2 separate regions of the Lactuca sativa genome follow, and region 2 is linked to region 1. Evidence: chromatin contacts called from public Hi-C data. All regions are on one chromosome and are shown on one strand. Each heading gives the region's core, a stretch centred on a gene start, on an enhancer-like site or on the middle of the called end of the contact. The rest is flanking DNA. Distances are from core to core; before and after follow the strand shown.

Region 1 (3,889 bases), core at 552-3,051:
AGCATGAATGTGATATTAACTCCAGCTACAGCAAAAGGATATTCCCACATGGCTCTATCACCTTCTTGCTTCCTAAGAAGATCTTGAAATGATTTCTACACAATAAATATCAATCTACTTTTATATATTTGTTTATTATATTTTATAATTTATAACATCCTACTTTCATTTATACTTGGAGGGGTATACCTGGAAATTTCTGGCAAAATATAGTAAATTCTCCAGTGATATGAATCCACCACCCCTATGACAAAACTCCATGGTTTATGAATAGGAAAAGGGAATGATAGGATTCAAGGGCAAAATGGGAATTTTTATACCGAAAATCTGTGGAAGGATCTTTCCCTTGCCAGCCCATTTCTTTCCACTGCTCAGAAATTAGATCACTGAGTTCCTCTTCAGGAAATGCAGCTTTCCACAATGCCTTTAATGCTTCCTACAACAACAAAATAGGTATATTATTGTATTAATGTCAATTCCCTTTTATAAAATTAATAAAATCTTTTTATAGATATAAAGATATGTACCTGATGTTCTGGAATTGAACTATCATAGGCTATGTCTAAACGGTTTTGCAGCCTTTGTAAGCAATCCTCCTGATAACATCAAAGAAAAACAAAGCATAAGTGTAGATCTATAATGTTGTATTGAAAACATATCAAATATATATATCAATCATGTGAAATGGTTTAACAAATACCTCAGCAGGTGTCAAATCAAATGAAGGGCGAGAGTCGCCTTCTTTTCTCTGAACACAAACACATGAAAGGCTTCTGCCAAGCCATGCTGTTGAGCCTGCAACAGCCTCATCTATTACAAGAAGAAGAAGATGACCAGAGCAAGTGAGTTTGTTCTAATTTTACCAAAAGTCATGATGTTGATCAATAGGTATGTAATGGAAATATGGAACAGGATCTATGAAGGCCTCACAGATAGAAAAGTGATGCATATTGTTACAGATGGTGTTTAGAATAAGGGGAAATGAAAACCTAAAGTAGGAATCACTTTATGCTCAAAATGAAATGGAATCGGTCAATCAGAGCACATGAATTGGAATTTGAAATTTGAAATACTTAATTCCGATCAAAAAGCATGAATTGTAAGCAGAGAGATGTAGAGATTTGTTTGATTAGACGCAATAGCAGGCTGAAGCTTTATCCATTTCATCCAATCGAACCAGATTCTTAACTAAAGTCGCTCGCTTGACAGTGATTCAAACTTTATACGCCATTGAAATTTCAGTCTTATACAATCTCGAAGAAAAGTTGGAATTCAATCGATATGTTTACAGTTCTAAGCAAGCTCAACTCGCGACACGAATCAATTCAACCAACACAGATCCAATGTTTTACAAAATCATAATGAAAAGTAACGTAGTTCAACGAATTTAATCGATGGAGATTGTGTATACCTGTTGTATGACAAGCATTGCTTCTATCAAGACCTTGCGAAATCCTCCGAACTGCGACAAATGATCCACCATCGTGTCCTCCTCTATCATCCATTCCCAGAAAATAAAAACACACACAGAGAGACACAAAATACACACACACACACACTATAGGTTCATTTCCACCATTTTCAACCTGAAATACCGGCGAAGCATATCTTCAATTTGGCAATAAAATATTGAATCAACAAGAAAATCTAATCCGACGCATTTATATAATGCGATGAAGTTCATATGAGATTGAGAGAGCGAGAGGTCAACTTAATTTTGACCGGATGTCGGTCAAGAGTTGACTATGTATTATGACTCCATTGATGCTTAAAGAAATACACATTTTAATCCGATTCCAATCCTTAGCACGTTTGGTTCATGATTCTAGGGAATCCCCTACCTGATTGAAATTATGATTTTATATTGAGGTGACTTTTGTTATTTGATAAATGAAAAATCAATTTGATCTTTATCCAATTTAAGTAAGTATGGATAATGCTCTTGAAAATGGTTTGGGAGTATAATGAATTTTTTATTTTATTTATATATAGGTAATTTTTTTTTTTTAATATGATCAGGGCCGGATTTAGGGGGTCACCAGTGGACAACCCATAAATTTTCCGGCCGTAATGGAAAAATTTTGAAAATTTTTAAAAAATTTATTTTTTCTATTGTCGTGTAACCCATTAACTTTCCCGTGCAAACCTTATTATGAAATCTTGCGTCCGCTCCTGAATATGATTGACCATCAAATTTATTAAATATGTTTAAATATTATAGTTAAACATATTATAGTGTCACATTATTTTAGGTAACAATAATTATATTTGAATATATTTAACAAATTACATAGTTAATTGTGTAAAAACAAAGTTTAATTATAAACAAAATGAAAAGTTTATGACCGACCGAAGTCATTTTCATTTTCATTTTATGGTGTTGTCTATATGGAGGTTGAGATTGATATTAGAAGTCCTCCTTTGAGCTCGACTTCCATAGTCACACTTAACAATTTATATATTCAATTCAAGTCCATGAACTTGAAAAATAGAATTTAAAAAAGAAGTAATGGATTGTTAGAGTTTTTCTTCAAATTGGGTGCACTCAAAAGGAGAAAGTGTGGGTAATCTATGTTTGATGTGGTTAGCATCTTAAACATATATTCTTGGATCTTGTGTTCAATGATTTTGATATAATACTCATGAAAACAAAAACATAAATTAAAAAAAAAAATTATTAAACTACATTTAAAGTTTTATTTTTTAGAATCGAATTTTATCTTCTCTTGTATAACTAGTAATGGTTATATATATATATATATATATATATATATATATATATATATATATATATATAGAGAGAGAGAGAGAGAGAGAGAGAGAGAAATTCATGTATAAACTTCATATATTGTGTGAATGTATGGTCAGTTCTAGACCAATTATTTGATAGGAGAAAATTTAGAATTTTACTATTAATTAATTTATTATCTAAATTAAAAAACTGATAAATAAAGAAGTAATCAATGTGTAACGACCGTCAATTGAGGTGTTAATTATTAATTATTTCTTAAATTATTGTTGGGTCTAATGTGGATAAAATGACTTTTGGTTTGGACTCAAACAAATGGGCCAAGGATCTGGGCCGCCCATAAGAGGTACGCTACGCGTAGCCTTGGTATACGCGGGGGCGTAGAGGCATGCATTGGACGCAGGAGGTGCGCGTACGTACGCACAGCGTACGTGAGCAGATGCCAAAACCCTAATTTTTAGGGTTAAGACATATAAATACCCCCATTATAGCCACCCCTTGGCCTCCTTACCAGCCCCTCACCCTTAAAAAACCCTAATTCGCCTCATACTCCATTGCTGTGTGTGATTGACCTTTTTGAGATTATTTTGGTGAAGAAAAGCTTGGAAGAAGTGAAGAAAAGTTGGAGGAGAAGAACTTGAGTATCTTGAGCTCAAGGATCTGGAACCATCTCATCTTTTGGCACTCAAAGGAGGTATAAAGCTCCCAACTTTCCTCTTAGAAGTTTAGATCTAGGGTTTTGGAGCTTTGGACCTTTTTAGGTCAAAATGATGGACCTTTATCATGCAACTTCGTTTTTGAGCTTAGGGTTACCACCCTTGGAGCTCAAAAGCATTCATTTAGCAGTAAAATTTCAATCTTTGGGGCTTTTATGGAACCATGCATGAGATCTAGCTATTTCTATGGAGTTAGTTGTTATTATTCTATGTTTGGTCTCATTTAGTGGACTGCAAGGCACCAAGTTATCAACTTTATGGATTAGGACATTGAAAAGGACTTGGATCTATAGTTATAGCCTTTGGAGTTAAGTATTAAGTTCTTAATGGGAAAAGTAGCTTAACAGGGTAGTACGTTGGGCGTACCAGCCAGTACGCGCAGTGTACAAGCCATGCAACAGGTATGATGCATACAGAGAAGCAC
Region 2 (3,889 bases), core at 942-3,441, 190 kb after region 1:
TTCCTTGCACTTTCAACAGCATCACTACCATGAATCACATTCCTACACACCCCACAACATAATAAGTTCATATTACAAATTTCTTTTTATTCTTGAAAGTAATATAACTAATTGTCAGTATCAGATGACTCACTAATCATTAGTCATCTGATATATCTAATGACTTTTAGTTATCCAATATCACATGACTATCGTCATTATCACATAATATCGGATGACTAAAAAGTCATCCGTTAAATGTTATGGTCAAGGTCATCTAATTTCAGATGACCAAAACATTTATCGGATGACTAACTTTTAGTCATCCGATATCATGACTCTAATTACTCCGTCATTATCAAATGACGGAATAAATAGTGATATCAAAGTCGGCCAATAAATGATTTGGTCGTCTTATATGAGATGACCAAAACATTTATATCGGATGACATGATAAGTCATCCGATAAGTGCTCCAGATGGTGTAGGATTTTACCTGCCAATGTCGATGGCAAAGTCACCACGGATGGTGCCAGGGGCAGATTCGGCAGGGTTTGTGGCGCCAATGATCTTGCGGCCAGTGGTAACGACATTCTTGCCCTCCCAAACCATGGCGACAACAGGGCCGGAGATGATGTACTCAACGAGCCCGTTGAAGAAAGGCTTTGAGGACAAATCAGCATAATGCTTCTCAGCAAAAGCTTGGTCAACAGTCAAGAATTTCAAACCTGAATCCAAATAAAATATATAAAGCCACTGTATTATTTTGTTACATAATATTTTGATTTTGATTATTTAATATTAGTTGGGATAGCGTGTTATTTTAATCTTCAAAATTGATTTTTGCTACATTTTACGAAAATTATATATTTACTTTTATTGGCATTTGAATTTCAAAAGAATGATTTAATGAATGTTTGTCTAGAATTGTCACCATTTTCATTGGCAACAAAAAGACAACAAATAATTATGATTATGAAATAATTAAAGCAAAAAAATTACAGTTAATTAGTAAGTTTTAGAATTATGACTATTAATTGTGTCCAAGATTCATTTAAAAATGATCACAAAAATGACCCACCAACAAGAAATTATTGAAACCGATAAAATTATAATGATAAAAAAGAATGTAACTTCAAATTCAAATCTAGCAAAAAGAAAAAGGGAATTTTGTAGTTGATGTGGGCAATCAAATTGGAATAAAGAAATTTTAAAACTGATTTTGATTTTGATGTTTTTGATCCTTGTTGACCAAAATAAAAAGATGCAAAATCACAAAGAATCAAAAAAAAAACAAAAAACTTCAAATTCATAAATCCTTTGAAAACAAACATATAACAAATCCCTTATTAATCACCCTAATTGGGTACCATTACTTCAATTTTCAAAATAAAGATCAAGTAAAATAAAAATAATTGAATGATTTAATAGATTTTTTATCTTTAAACAAAACCCTATTGCCATGATTTAAGGGCCCATTAATTCCTTATTACCTTTAATCTTGTGTTTGTGTGTTTATAGAATGAGAGTTTGACCATGTAATCAAGTAAAAATTGTACCTTTCAAGGAGAAACCTTTCTTCTCAAATCTGCCAATGATTTCACCAACCTAAACAAAATCAAAGTGATTAGAACTTCTAATTTACAATCATGAGTCTAATAAACACAAACAAGATCGACTATTTGATCAGATCTAGAGCAATTATTACATCGTGCAGTGAGACTGTGTTCTTAAATCAAGCAAACTTCAAAATTCTTACTAAATAAGAAGTTCTTGAACTCCTTTTGAATCAACATCTAAACCCAAATAAACTTAATTATCATCGAAACACATCCAGATTCATCGAAAATTAGAAAAATAAACTCGAAACAGAGATGAATAAACGGAAGTTACAAGCAACAAATCTATATTTTGATTTTATAAATAATATTCCAATATTCACGAACCCACAAACGGTTTCGTCGGAATCTAAAAAGGAATCTAAAAAATAGCAAAAAAGCAAAAAGATTTTTAGAATTCAAGTCGAAATTCTAGTGAAGAAGAAGAATAAAGTGAATGAATAAGACTTACAAGGCCTCTTTGAACGCCATCAGGCTTGATCATGATAAAGGTTTGCTCCATCTTTTGAGTTTTTTTGGGTATCTTGAGAATGGACAGCGATGAGAGGTATACGGTGATGTGCCGACGAAAAAGATGATTTATATATGGGAGTGGTCCGCCGTGAGTCGTATTAAACCCTAACCCTAAATACCAGGAATATTCTTCTGTATTTTCACGGTTTTGCCCTTATCGACCAAAAATTAAGCGATTAGATTTCAACCGATCTATCCGTCAAAAACAATCCCATGTTTGAAATTTTAAATTTTAATTGGATTATTAAAGACAAAATTACAAAAATGGTCCTTGTGGTTTGCCAAAAGCAACAAACTTAGTCCCTATCTATTTTTTTTTTATGTGTTTGGCCCTTGTGGTTTGTAAAAGTTGCATTGGAGGTCCTTTTTTTTATAACACCGTCAGTTTGTAACCGTTTGGGGTCATTAATGTGGGGGTATATTCGTCTTTTTATGTTTGGCGCTCATTTAAGATGGAATTAAGCAGTGATATGTCATTAAGCTATCCTCTGATTAACCAGAGTCCAAGAAACCCCCTTCATCTCCACTTCACTTTAGCTTACTGATCATCATGATGATCTTCATCCTTCATCTCTCGCATCCGATTTTAGGGTTTATCAACTAAAAATGGTACTGTGTATGTGGAATTTACGTGGTCCTCATACGATTGCACCCGGCCTTGATAAAGATTACAGTGAGTTGTTTAATCTTTTGTTTGGTGTTTCTTGGTTTGTATATTCAAAGCTCATCGATTTTTATTTTTCAGATGGTCACGACAATTTCTTCACTTTAAAGATACATCATGGTGGATTTTTTACAAAGTTCCCTGGAAGAAAGTACGTCGAGGGAAGGTTGACATTCTTTGACTTTGTTGACATTGATCTTTTTTCAGTTCATGATCTAAATTACATGATTCGTGAGATATGGTATTCTAAGGATGACACAATGTACTATTATAATAGAATTCCTAATCTAGACTTAGATTTTGGATTGAAGGATCTCGAAAATGATCAAGACATTATATCTATGGCTCAATATGTCCCTCAAAACAGAGTGATTGATGTGTACGTTGAACATGGTTCTACAAGACTTCACACTTACTTCATGTCCCCAAGTAAAGTTGTTATTGAGCAACTTGATGATGATCCTTCTCATGAACCTAATAGGATTAGGCCCAAGAAGAAAGGAATTGGTTCTTGTAGCAAGAAATTAGACATGAATGTCCCACTTAAAGAATCAGCTAATCAAGCACAGAGAGAAGATGGTGTGTATGATTTTTCCATGTCCATAGTTCCTTTTGAGCCAAACAAACTAGATGTGGTTAATGAGTTTAAGGATGATTCGTATTTCCCTGTACCAAAAGAAACTGATATAATGCAAGAAATTACAGTTGATATTAATTGTCAGGATCATAGGGAAATACTAGATGATTCTTAGCCTTTTAGTAGTAATGGATATCAGAATATGGGTGAGTTTGAAAGAAAGGTTGAAGTTGAAGAAGAACAGGATGAAGAAGATGCACAAGGGCATGCAGAGGATTCAAAAGGTGATTCAGAAGAGCATACAGAAGAAGAGGATGATTTTGACTACATTGTTGACCCAGAAGCTATTTTAGATAACTGGGAGGTTGATATGAGAGAGTTTAACAGTTGTGTCGATAAGGTTGAATGGTTTGGACAAGGACCAAACATATAATTAGATTTAAACCAAAATGATGATTTAGGTGTGATCAACAATGATGAGTTTGAAAGTGCAGGTGTGAGGAAGACCTAAGGAAGAGAATGTTAAAAAACCTGAACA

Evidence for each region. A called contact is a pair of places that touch in the nucleus more often than the background predicts.
Region 2: a Hi-C map of seed shows a contact between it and region 1, with 2.8 times the contacts expected there. The contact joins the promoter of LOC111921430 here to the promoter of LOC111921431 in region 1. A contact is called at or near these places in 2 of 4 Hi-C or Micro-C datasets (leaf and seed).

Annotation. Positions count from the first base shown.
Region 1 is chr1:107,825,737-107,829,625 of Lsat_Salinas_v11, forward strand. It overlaps LOC111921431, which reads right to left and starts at 1,802. Exons shown (of 9, transcript XM_023917015.3): 1 at 1,412-1,802; 2 at 701-795; 3 at 528-596; 4 at 321-436; 5 at 190-244; 6 at 1-95. The coding sequence starts at 1,505.
Region 2 is chr1:108,013,692-108,017,580 of Lsat_Salinas_v11, forward strand. It overlaps LOC111921430 (nucleoside diphosphate kinase), which reads right to left and starts at 2,192. Exons shown (of 4, transcript XM_023917013.3): 1 at 2,049-2,192; 2 at 1,538-1,586; 3 at 475-706; 4 at 1-42. The coding sequence starts at 2,099.